Regions from separate parts of the Gossypium hirsutum genome. Here region 1 is linked to region 2. A link is a contact called in public Hi-C data. All regions are on one chromosome and are shown on one strand. The core of a region is the stretch at or near the end of the contact, and the rest is flanking DNA. Distances in the headings are between cores, read along the strand shown. Region 1 holds the start of LOC107919140 (transcription factor TCP14). Region 2 holds the start of LOC121202983 (F-box/kelch-repeat protein At1g26930).

Evidence for each region. A called contact is a pair of places that touch in the nucleus more often than the background predicts.
Region 1: a contact with region 2 is called in a Hi-C map of leaf, with 2.1 times the contacts expected there. The contact joins the promoter of LOC107919140 here to the promoter of LOC121202983 in region 2. A contact is called at or near these places in 9 of 34 Hi-C or Micro-C datasets (hypocotyl and leaf).

What each region holds. Positions count from the first base shown.
Region 1 is chrD13:13,025,669-13,031,034 of Gossypium_hirsutum_v2.1, forward strand. LOC107919140 (transcription factor TCP14) reads right to left here and starts at 2,077. Exons shown (of 1, transcript XM_016848664.2): 1 at 568-2,077. The coding sequence starts at 1,737. The coding sequence ends at 640. LOC107918495 (ran guanine nucleotide release factor) reads right to left here. Exons shown (of 7, transcript XM_016848065.2): 7 at 5,003-5,366. The coding sequence ends at 5,323.
Region 2 is chrD13:12,810,412-12,815,755 of Gossypium_hirsutum_v2.1, forward strand. LOC121202983 (F-box/kelch-repeat protein At1g26930) reads left to right here and starts at 3,470. Exons shown (of 2, transcript XM_041108755.1): 1 at 3,470-4,147; 2 at 4,692-5,344. The coding sequence starts at 4,829.

The DNA.
Region 1 (5,366 bases), core at 827-3,326, 210 kb after region 2:
TAATTTAAAAAATTGACAGATTAACTGTTTGGGAAGAAAAAGGCTGGCTAAAGCCAATAAAGAAATTTCCACCATCATCCATGGCTGTATGAAAGAAGAAGAGTGTGTCATTTTCTCTTTTAAGACTATTTCCTATGACTTCTCTACCTTATACTCTTTTTTCTTATGTTCATATATATTTCTTTTTAAAAACAAAAAAACCCTTTTGAAACGCCTTCGAAATTGACTCTAAAAATTCTGTCTATAAAAATGCAATGGCCAAGTCAAGCAAATATATAGAGAAGAAAATTCAAATGCAAATAAATGTTAGGCCTAATTGAGTAGAATATTTTGTACAACAAAAATTTTGATTTAGAAAACAATTTTAAGACCTACTAGGTGCTGCTGTTGGCTAATAAAATGCCAACTGAGTCGGATTGAATTTATATATATCATTAATTTATATTATTATTTAAGTTTATAATTGAATTGGTATCGACTGTTATGAGTCGATCAGAGATCAACTCGATTAGGGTAATTATAAAAATATTCTTCCATAATTAAAGTAAATTATATTATCTAAATGTATTTTAATCTTTTTTTATTTTAAGAAAAACCAATAAAAAGAATAAAGCATGAAAGCCATACACTTGTTGAACACTAGCTAGTTGAATCATGCCTATTTTCTCCACCGTGGTGTTGATGTGATCCTCCGGCCGGAGGCTCGGAAACACCAATACCCGGAACTGGTCTATAAGCGTTTAGTGACGCCAGCATACTTAAATGAGTGTCTGTAACTGAGCCGCCGCCGGCACCGATTCCGGAACCAAATTGTTGGGCAGGGAGGAGAGCCATTGGAGCGGCTAAATTCATAAAATGCACCCCACTAGACATAGTACCCCTATACATATTAGCGTTATTTGTTGAAGGAAATGTCCACATGGGATCCCCAGTGCCACTCCCACTGATGACTTGGTTGCCGATCCAAAATGTCGCCGGGATCGGATTATGACTTGTCGGAATCGAACCCGTATTAGATTGTATCAAGTAACTTCCCACCTGATTTTGTGGCGATTCTTGCTGCTCCGGCCTCCTCCTCTTCCCTATACTAGTATCCGCGGCCTCGGCGTCCCGAATCTCTTGCTTTGCTTGCAAGAAAGCGTTCAAAGTAGTGCTACTAGTACCAGGAAAGGTCAATGAATCTTCAGATGATAAAGCAACACCAGGAAATAAAACCCTTCGTTGCTGTTGTTGTTGTTGAGATGAATCGTCAAGGACATTCCTTTGATCCCATTCATTCCTCGTCCTCAATTGTTGTGTGGTAAAATTTGGATTGAAATAAGTGTTCCTTAAGTGTGAAGCCGACATGCTAGAACCTGAACTTCTTAGTGAAATATTAAGGGACGTGAAATTTGCAGGGATAGTACCTGTCCCCGTGGCAGCAAAAACCGCAGGCTCAGCTTGTTGGAGCAACCACTCAATGGTTTCACCATCTGATTTGTGACCAAGCTCCCTTGTTAGCTGGAAAACCCTAGCAGCACACGTAGCCGGCATGCGGATGCGACGGCCTCGGCCTTCCACTTTGGTGTGCCGGTCCTTGGTCGAAGTCCTCTTAGGTGGAGGTTTCTTGGAGGGAGGTTCCAAGGTTGGTTTGGAGCTGGTGTCGACGTCGGCAGGGTCGGAACGAGGTTGTTCCTTCTTTTCTAGGAGCTGAAGAGGAAAGTTCGGCCTGCGGATCCCATTTTCATCCATGATCATGTATGAGAGAGTGGGATTATATCTTTTTGGTGGTTTGGCTCTCCTAGTACATGATCTGAAGGTGACCCTCAATTCAGTGACTTTGATGGCCTAGTGGGTCTCTTTCATTTTTGCTATATGATGTTGTGTTGTGTAGCTTGGAATTCCCTTTAGATGGGGAAGATTGAAGCTGCTGAGTTGGTTTTCTTATCTCTGCACAGACCAAAGAGAGAGAGGGGATAAGGGGAAGAGGGCAAGCTTTAAGCAACAACTACAATGAGTGAGAATTATGAGGGTGGGCTATGAAAGAAAAGCAGTGACTTTTTTCGGATGGGAAATAATTCGTTTCATTGAGGACCTCTTTGTAATTTTCTCTTTTCTATATTCCATTATATAATTTGTATGATTTTCATTATGAAAATAAAATAAAATAAAATAACCCTAAGCTTTTATTTATTTATAGAGAGAGAGAGAGAGAGATCATATTATTGCGGTTGGACAATCCCTTGATTCAGACTCCACGTGTGGTGCTCTTTACCATTCAATTCATAAAAGACAGTGGTGGCCTAAGGCTGAGGCCCCATCCCCTTAACTCTAAAAACTCAATCTCTCTCTCTCCATACCAAAGAAAAAGCAATTTATTTAGATACATATGACATAATAAAGTGGTTCTCATTCCAGTCTCGTAATCATTGTCTTCTGGCTTTGATGTTAATGTTTAAATAAAAGTTTTGCAATCTAATTTACCGGTAAATAATTCCATTAATTTTATGGAGGATTTAAAGTGATATTAATGAAACATTGGCTGAATAACGAAGTCCAAGTCTTGAAATTTCATATCTCATATTCAAATTTTATTTTAGGCATATTTATGGTTAAGGCTTAAATGAAAATTAATTACAATTATAGATCAATTTAGATAAAATTTGAAGTTCATAATTTAAAACGAATCAAACTTGAATAATTAACCATGTTTGTACCTAACCCGATTAAATAAAAACCTCTAGTACATAGTTCTATTATGATCTTAAATGTTGGTTGGGTGGAAAACAGGTTAGATGGAGTTGAGACGAAAATTAGAGTAGAGATTTCTGTTTTGGTCTAAACTAGGATTTAATGTTTTATTCAACTCTTTGTAAGTATGGGATAAGCATTGAAGTTTAAAGGGATAAGTCGATCTGAAGTATTATAAATTCTTTGGTGACCCACAATCCAGCTCACAGAATGAAAAGTCCTTCTCCAGTCACACTGGCAAAGTTGGTGGGTGGGCTGACACTGCCACATCACTCTCTCGACAGTTGGAATCTTCTTTAAGCGATGACGTCATCCATGCCACGTGGAAGCGTCAAGGTGGCCGCACCGCCTCCTCTTCTTCTTCCTCCCTCCAAAATCTTAGGGCTGATGTCAACAACACTGTGACAATGGAGAAAAGAAAAGAGAGAAAAGTTGGGTCACATCATATCATGCATGACTTTTTAGCCACCGCTCTCTGCTTTTGGGATTTCCGTTATGCTTTACCGAAAATGAATGAATGGATTTGTGGGCTACAGCCTTAGCCTTAGGCTTTAGGCTACGCATTCTAGTTAAATAACCAAATTTTAATTATACTTCTTACTATTAATTTTGATTTTCTTTTATCTTTTCCTACTCCATTCATCAAAATCCAATGAAGACAAACACACAACCCAAAAAGCCATTTCTCCCATATATCAATATGTATTAAAACCTGTTTTAATTTCTTATATTCCTTTTTATTTCAAACTAAAAAAATTTAATCTTAAAAATATAAATTAAATTTAACCGGAAAGCCACCCCAATTATAAATAATTTATATATATGCATTAATAATAACTTAATGGGACCACCTAACCTCTAAATTTCAAACTAGGTGATTGTCACATGATTGACTATGGAATGATTTGGGGAAAAGGGCTTTAATATTTTCCAAACTTTACACTATATACGTCAAGGTACTACTATTATTTTTCTTATCCTTGAAGAACTATTTTGGGGGTAAGTTCCAAACAACATTGTCTTAGAGAAAACGACAAATTATAGAGCTCTAAATAAATATGGTTGGCCGCCAGTGACTTAGGGAATAATAACTCGTATATACAGAAGTAATAATTAGTTGGAAAGTTCTCAAGAAGGATGGAGGTAAAACGAATCATTTGAACTCTAGATGACTCCATTCAAAAAATTTTAACTACTAAACTCAAATCATCCAAAACTCGAGCAATTAAAACTTAATGAAACTCAAGTTCAAAACTAATTTAAATCTAAATTTTACACGTTCCTAATTTGATATTTAAATTTTTTTTACCTAATTTAATACTTGAAAATTCTTTTTTATCCAATTTGATACATAAGCTTGACAACTTTTTCCTAACGGTGTTAATTTTTTTTAATGAGAACAAAAACAACTAATATATGACCAACATGTGACCGGACATGAAATTTAATGGCAAGAATAATTACATTAAAGCTGAAATTATTGACTACTAATGTCAAGAACGATTCAAGAAAGACCACATGCTTAAAACATAGTCCGATCTTTACAAAACTCTCAATTCCACAAAAATATCATCAATATTAGAGAAAATGTGTTAAAATTTTTTTTTCATTAAGCTATGGTTAATGAATTAATATTGAATAAGAAAATAAGAGTTTTAAAAACCAAAACAAAAAAACCATTAATAAATAAATTAAAATAGAAGTGATTGAACATTTAAAATACAAAAAAATCATTCCATCTACAACATATCAATCATACATTAATTTTTGTTACCTAAAAATATAACATTGTTAGTATAATGAAATAATTTGCATAACTTTCGACAAGTTCAAATACCAAATCAAACCAAAGCAAACCAAAGCAAAAGATTAGGTACCAAATTAGGAAAAAGTGTCAAGTTCAGATACTAAAATTGGACTCGAGAAAAGTTCAAGTACCCAACTAAAAATAAGTATCAAATTTGGATACCAAATTAAGAAAAAAATATCAAATTCACGTACCAAATTGAAACAAAAAAGTCTATGTACCAAATTAGGAAAAATAATTGAGTTTAGGTACCAAATGTTATATTAAACCAATCTAAAATAACCCAAAAAAATCTAGAACTCAAATTAACCTACCATGACACATTGATCCGACCTGCCTAAATATGAGGTCTGTTTCACAGTATTAAACCTCTCTTTCTGTAAATGAATCCTTCTGGGTTTTGGACGAAATGCTTTATTCGGGCTCCTTCAAAATCACCATCGAATGAACACCACAGCCCAAAGATCAACAAAAAAAAAATTACATTATTACATTGTGGTGTGTGTAGTATTACTTTTGACTAAAAGCACTCTTTTTACAGCAAAAGCAATACTAAACAAAGTGCTTTTACCATCAAAAGTCTTTCTAAAAGCACTGTTGAAATTACAAGCTATTACATGATACACATGAATAAATGTTCTACAATTTCTAAAACGTGATCACAAAGGGTTCAGGGACCCCAACATAAATATAAAAACTGCCGAGGCATATAAAACATCAACACTGTTTCAGGACAAAAAAGAAGTTACTTCTTTACCCGCCAAGTAGCAGCCTTTTAGCGCATCTCAAACACTAGGGCTAAAAAGGCCCCAGTCATTTACTTTGAAGT
Region 2 (5,344 bases), core at 2,220-4,719:
AAATTTTATTATTAAATTTTGTAAGTGTTGAATTTATATTTAAAAATTTGTTTGACCAAAGTAAATATTAATTTTTAAAAAATTATTTACTTTTTTAATTTTAATAGTATCAATATAATATTTTATATTATTTTGAATAATTTTGGATGAAAGATAAATATATTAATTTGAATATTTTCTTTTTTTAAAGATATTTTTTAATAAAATAAAATCAACTTAATATTTTTTTATATTAATTGATAAGTAACTATCTACTTATCTTATTCAACACTTTTTTGATAAAAATTTCAAATTAAATAACAAAAAAAAATGTTTTTCAATCAAATAAAAATTTTGAATGTTTAATCCAATACCCTTAGATTGAAAAAATTACAATTACCCTGCTATATTCTAGTTTTTTAAAAAAACCCAAACAAAATATCAAAGATAACCAAACCAAGCTCAACTTCATGGGTTCTGCTCATCTATTGTTAAAAACTTAATAATAAATTTTTAAAGTTATTTTCACTATATTATATAAATTATAAGCAATAAAATTAATTATAATTTAAATAAAAATATTTGAGATTGGTTTATATAATAGGAGTATTATATGTTGTGAACCGAAAATTAGACTAGATAAATTTAAGTAAGGATAGCCATTAGTAAATTTATTTTTTGGTTATTCAATCATAAAAGGTTACAAAATAATAATAATTTTTTTGCCACCAGTTGGGTAAAGATGGTAGTTTTTTAAAATTGGTATAATAGCAATTTCGGCCCTCAATATTTACATATTGTGTATATTGTCTTTCTTTTGTAATTTTGTTTTCCTTTGTGACATTAAGAGTTAATTTAAAAAGAATAAGAAAAGATGAAAATTATTATACTGAATATTGGATGTTTGCATTTTATTTTGTATATTTTAAATCAGATTTAGCTGATAATTTTATTTTTAGTTGGTTGTATATTAGTTTTTTTTAATTTAATCCTATTTAATGGTATGACCTAGTTGAATTAGCTTTTTTATCTTCACAAAATGGAGGGATGCTATCATCGAAATTCATAAAAATGGTTGTAATAATATAAAAAAGAAGTAAAATATTAGTGATTTATTGGGGAGTGATGATTATATTTGAAGGTGAGTAAGCATGAAAGTGGTGAAGCCGACCGACCCCCTATCAATAACCTATAAAATTATAAAATGAATGAATAAATTAAAAGTTGAAATGATTATTAAGAATCTTTGCACAGTGAAAGTTGATGACAAAATGCGTTATTATTAATTTACAATTTTCTTTTTCTCTTTTTCCTATTATCTATTCAGAGGCCAAAAATAGCATATATCAATATTTCATAATAAATGGCCTTATAAAAAAAATAAATTCAAATGACCAATTTTCGCACTTTTTCTCCCTATTTTCCTTTCGCAATCTTTTGGGTGTGTTTTAACTGTTTTTTAGTGAAATCTTTTGTTAAATGCTATCAAATGAATTTATGTTTATAAATCAACTTTATTTTGCGGTGATGGTAACAGTAATCCGTTTTTGTTTTATTTTAATTTCTTGCTGTCGTCATTATCTTTCATGTTTATTTTATAATTTACCTTCATGGTAGTCTTTTCTAATAATGCATCTTTAAAATTCGAATTTATGCTCCTTTTTTGAAAAAGAGTTTTAATTTTTAGTGTTTATCTTAGTTTAACTTTTAAAAAGTTTTGAATGAAGTTAAATCATTTGTGGATTGCCTTTGTGCATTGCCAATGTTAAAAGCCTTTTAGGAACTTTTAGCATTATTGCTCTCAATTATAGTTAATTGTCGGAGTAGTTTAGCGGTAGCAAAGCTAAAATGCTACGTGGTAATGCATCTTTAGTAGTTTACCGGTATTGCCAGTTTAACGATCTTTGTTGTGTGCATTTTTCATCCATTAGACTTTTATGACAATTACGACAAACAACTATCAAAACAATAGGAACGAATGATTCTAAAAGTTATTTCCATTTTGGTTTTTTTTTTTTTATCTTGGTGCGTTTTTCTATTTGTACTTAATTGTCATTGTTTAGTGACTTGTGTTGTCATTCTAATTTGGCACCTCACTAATTTTTATGTTACAATATTGATCTAAATTAATGTAATTTTCATTTAATTTTAAAATTAAAAAAATAAAATTAATGACTTGATGCATCCCAAAGGTGAACAATTTAATCATTAATGTATTTAAAAATATTAAAATTTTGAATTTTCATTTTCATATAACCTTATAAAGGTAATTTAACCCCCCTCAAAAAAAAAAAAACATAAACACAAAATTGGTGGATCAACTTATACCAAACGTAAGTGCCAGTTTTGGCATTGCCAGCTAGGAGTGTTGCCATTTTGCTTATTGATTTAATTCAGGTGTTTAAAAAGGGTGTTTAAAACGTGATGCTTTATTAAGGAATAAAAAAAAACACTCCTACATTTGTTGCATGATTTTTATTATAAAAGTAAATTATCTTTTAAAATATTTGTTTACTCAATGTAGTTAAAAAATAATAAATAATTCTTTCAAATTTGAAATTTCAAAATTTTCAAATGTGAAATAAAAAAAACTTGATTATTATTATTTTCCAAATAAATGGCTTTAAATTCGACAATTTTCTTTTAAAGGAAATAACCCACAGCTTACTCTTAACAATAATAATATATATTTGTTTCCGTAATTAGCAATAAAATTTGCCCATTGTTAATGTGCTTTTTTCCCACCTAATTAGCTAATTTAGCAGAATAACTTTTGCAAATTGAGAAATCACTCAAATTTGTTAGGTCTGTTTATGGTTATTTTTGGCCTCATCTTTAATTTGGCTTGAAAAATACCTTTTTTATTTTATTTAAAAATATTGTTCAAATTATGGTTTTACTCCTTATGATTTAATTTGGAATAATTAGATCCTCTAATTTTATAATATCATTGCTTTGTCCAAGTAACCTGTTAACTATTTTAGTTTAAAATACTAATATTAATTTTTCTCAAAAGAAATCATTTTAGCACAAAACTAATTACTAATATTATATAAAATTAAAATATTAAGATTAAATCGGATGAAATCATAATTTAACTTAAAATATATTATTTAAATCTTTCGAAAGATTGAACCATTTGTGGAATCGTGAATCTGGAATTTGATTTTTTTTTTTTAAGATAATGTAGTTGTAGGAAAAAAATGGGATTAAAAGCAAACCAAATATGTGGACGTGCTTAAAGTATCATATTAAGGGATAATTATGATTTTGATTAAGATTAAGATTACGGAAGTGATGATGGATAATTGTAGTGTGTAATTTGACTAGTCAATTCGATAATTACTTAATTAGTGTGGAGCTTAATTTGTCTTCAAAAACGGCAGAAGCAGGGGATAAAAACTCCACTAACGGAAGCTGGCAGGCAGAGATTTGACCATCCCCCCCCCCCATTCATATATTTACTACTTGCACTGTTAAAAGGCGTAGGGGTACCTAAAATCTATTTTCTCCCATTAAATTAATATATTTTTTTAGAAAAGATAGTGAGAGAGAGGGACAGTTTTTATTCCATCACCTCCTCCGCCTCATCATCATCAATCACATAGTCAACACGTGTCAAACCGGCGCTAACGGGTTACCGGTTTTCACTCCCCCTCCCCCTTTTTATAGGTCCCACCACCGCCACCATCGCCGCCGCCCCCCGCCTGCCCTGCCTTTCCCTCACCACCACCCTCCCGTTCTCTTTTTATTTTTTTCCCTTTATTTATAATTCGACTGCCGAAAACAAACAAAACGTAAAAACGTATTTTATTTTATTTTATTTCATTAAGCAAAAAAAAAATTTTTTTGGAGAGAGAGAAAGAGAGAGAGCAAGTTTAAAGAGAGATAAAGGGGGCCTCTTATAGATTTTGCTCGCAAAGCCAAAACCAAAGCTCCCTCGCTCTGATTTGCAGAGAAAATCCAAAGGACAAATTAACCAGCCTATAGAGAAACAGAGAGGAAAAAAAAAATTTAAACGAAGAAACACGAGAACGCGAAGAACAACAGCAAATCAAAGGAACAACAACTGAAAAAAAAAAAAAGAAAAGAAAGAGAAAAGAGACGGTGTATTAATTTTTTGACGGAAAGAGATTCATTTCATTTTTTTCTTCTTCTTATCCAATCAGTAAGTTCTTCGCAACATTAGTATTATGATTCTTTTTTCATTTCCTTTATATGTCACTTCTTCGCTTTTGTTATTATTCTCTTTTTTTTTTTTAAATTTAATGTTTCTATTTCGTTTATCTCTTTGTGTTTATCTACTAATTAATGAGATGGTATTAATGAAATTATGAGATGATATTAATGAAATTATAAACAGATCTGATTAGCTTTCCTTTCTTCTATTAGTTTGAATCTGATTGTTATTTTATTTTATTTGTTTTTGTTCTTGTTTGCCTTCAATGAAATTCTGAGATCTGGGACTTATTTTTCTTCAGCTTTGTTTGATCGTGAATTCTTTTGTTCTTGTTTTAACCAAATTTGCTTATGTTTAATTATTGTTTTTGACTTCTTTATTTTTTTTTGCCGCTGAATATTTTTTTTTCATTTTATAAGCCTGAATTTGGATCTTTGTTTTATTGGATTCGAATTCCTGTTTGGTTTGGTTTATCGTTTTGAAAATTTATCTGAAACTGCTCCCTTTGTTTGCCCCTTGTTTTCCTGAATAGGTAGAATTTGTTAATCTTGGCTGCGTTATGTTTTGGGGGGAGAAATAAAATTTGTGGTTGTTACAGTGATTTGAAAATTCCCATTGTTATTTTTGGGGATTTTCCCGTCTGAAGTCGGGAGGGGGTCCTAAAGAGTCATGTTGGAGAACCGGTGCTGCAAGTCCTGTTTGGTGTTTGCAAGCTCTTGTCAGGAAGAAAGGAAGTGGGCTTACATGTACAATGGGAAGCGCCCACGGGAATTCTCCGAATCCGATGGTTGTCAGGAAACCAAGTTGTCGAAGCTATCTTCTGATGATTCCTCGAGTGACGATAATAATTCTAATGCTTCTTCTCCACAAGACTCAGGTGACTTTCTCTTGCCAGGTTCTCATGACCAATCCGGTGATGATAGTAAGCGATCTGATTCTTCCTCGGATACAGACTCTTCTCTTATCCACCACTGCTCCATTGGTCTAGACAAACCGGATTTGGTTAACCAATCAGACAGTGACAGCCTGTCGGATTCTGTGGAGGAGTCACCAGAGGAACAGTCTGAGGATGATGGTGAAAATGATGATAGCAGCTTTTCTGATTCTCCCAGGGATGGTCATCGGAGTCATGCTGGGGATTCTTCGTCAGACTTGGATGCATTAATCCAACCAATTGGGAGAGAT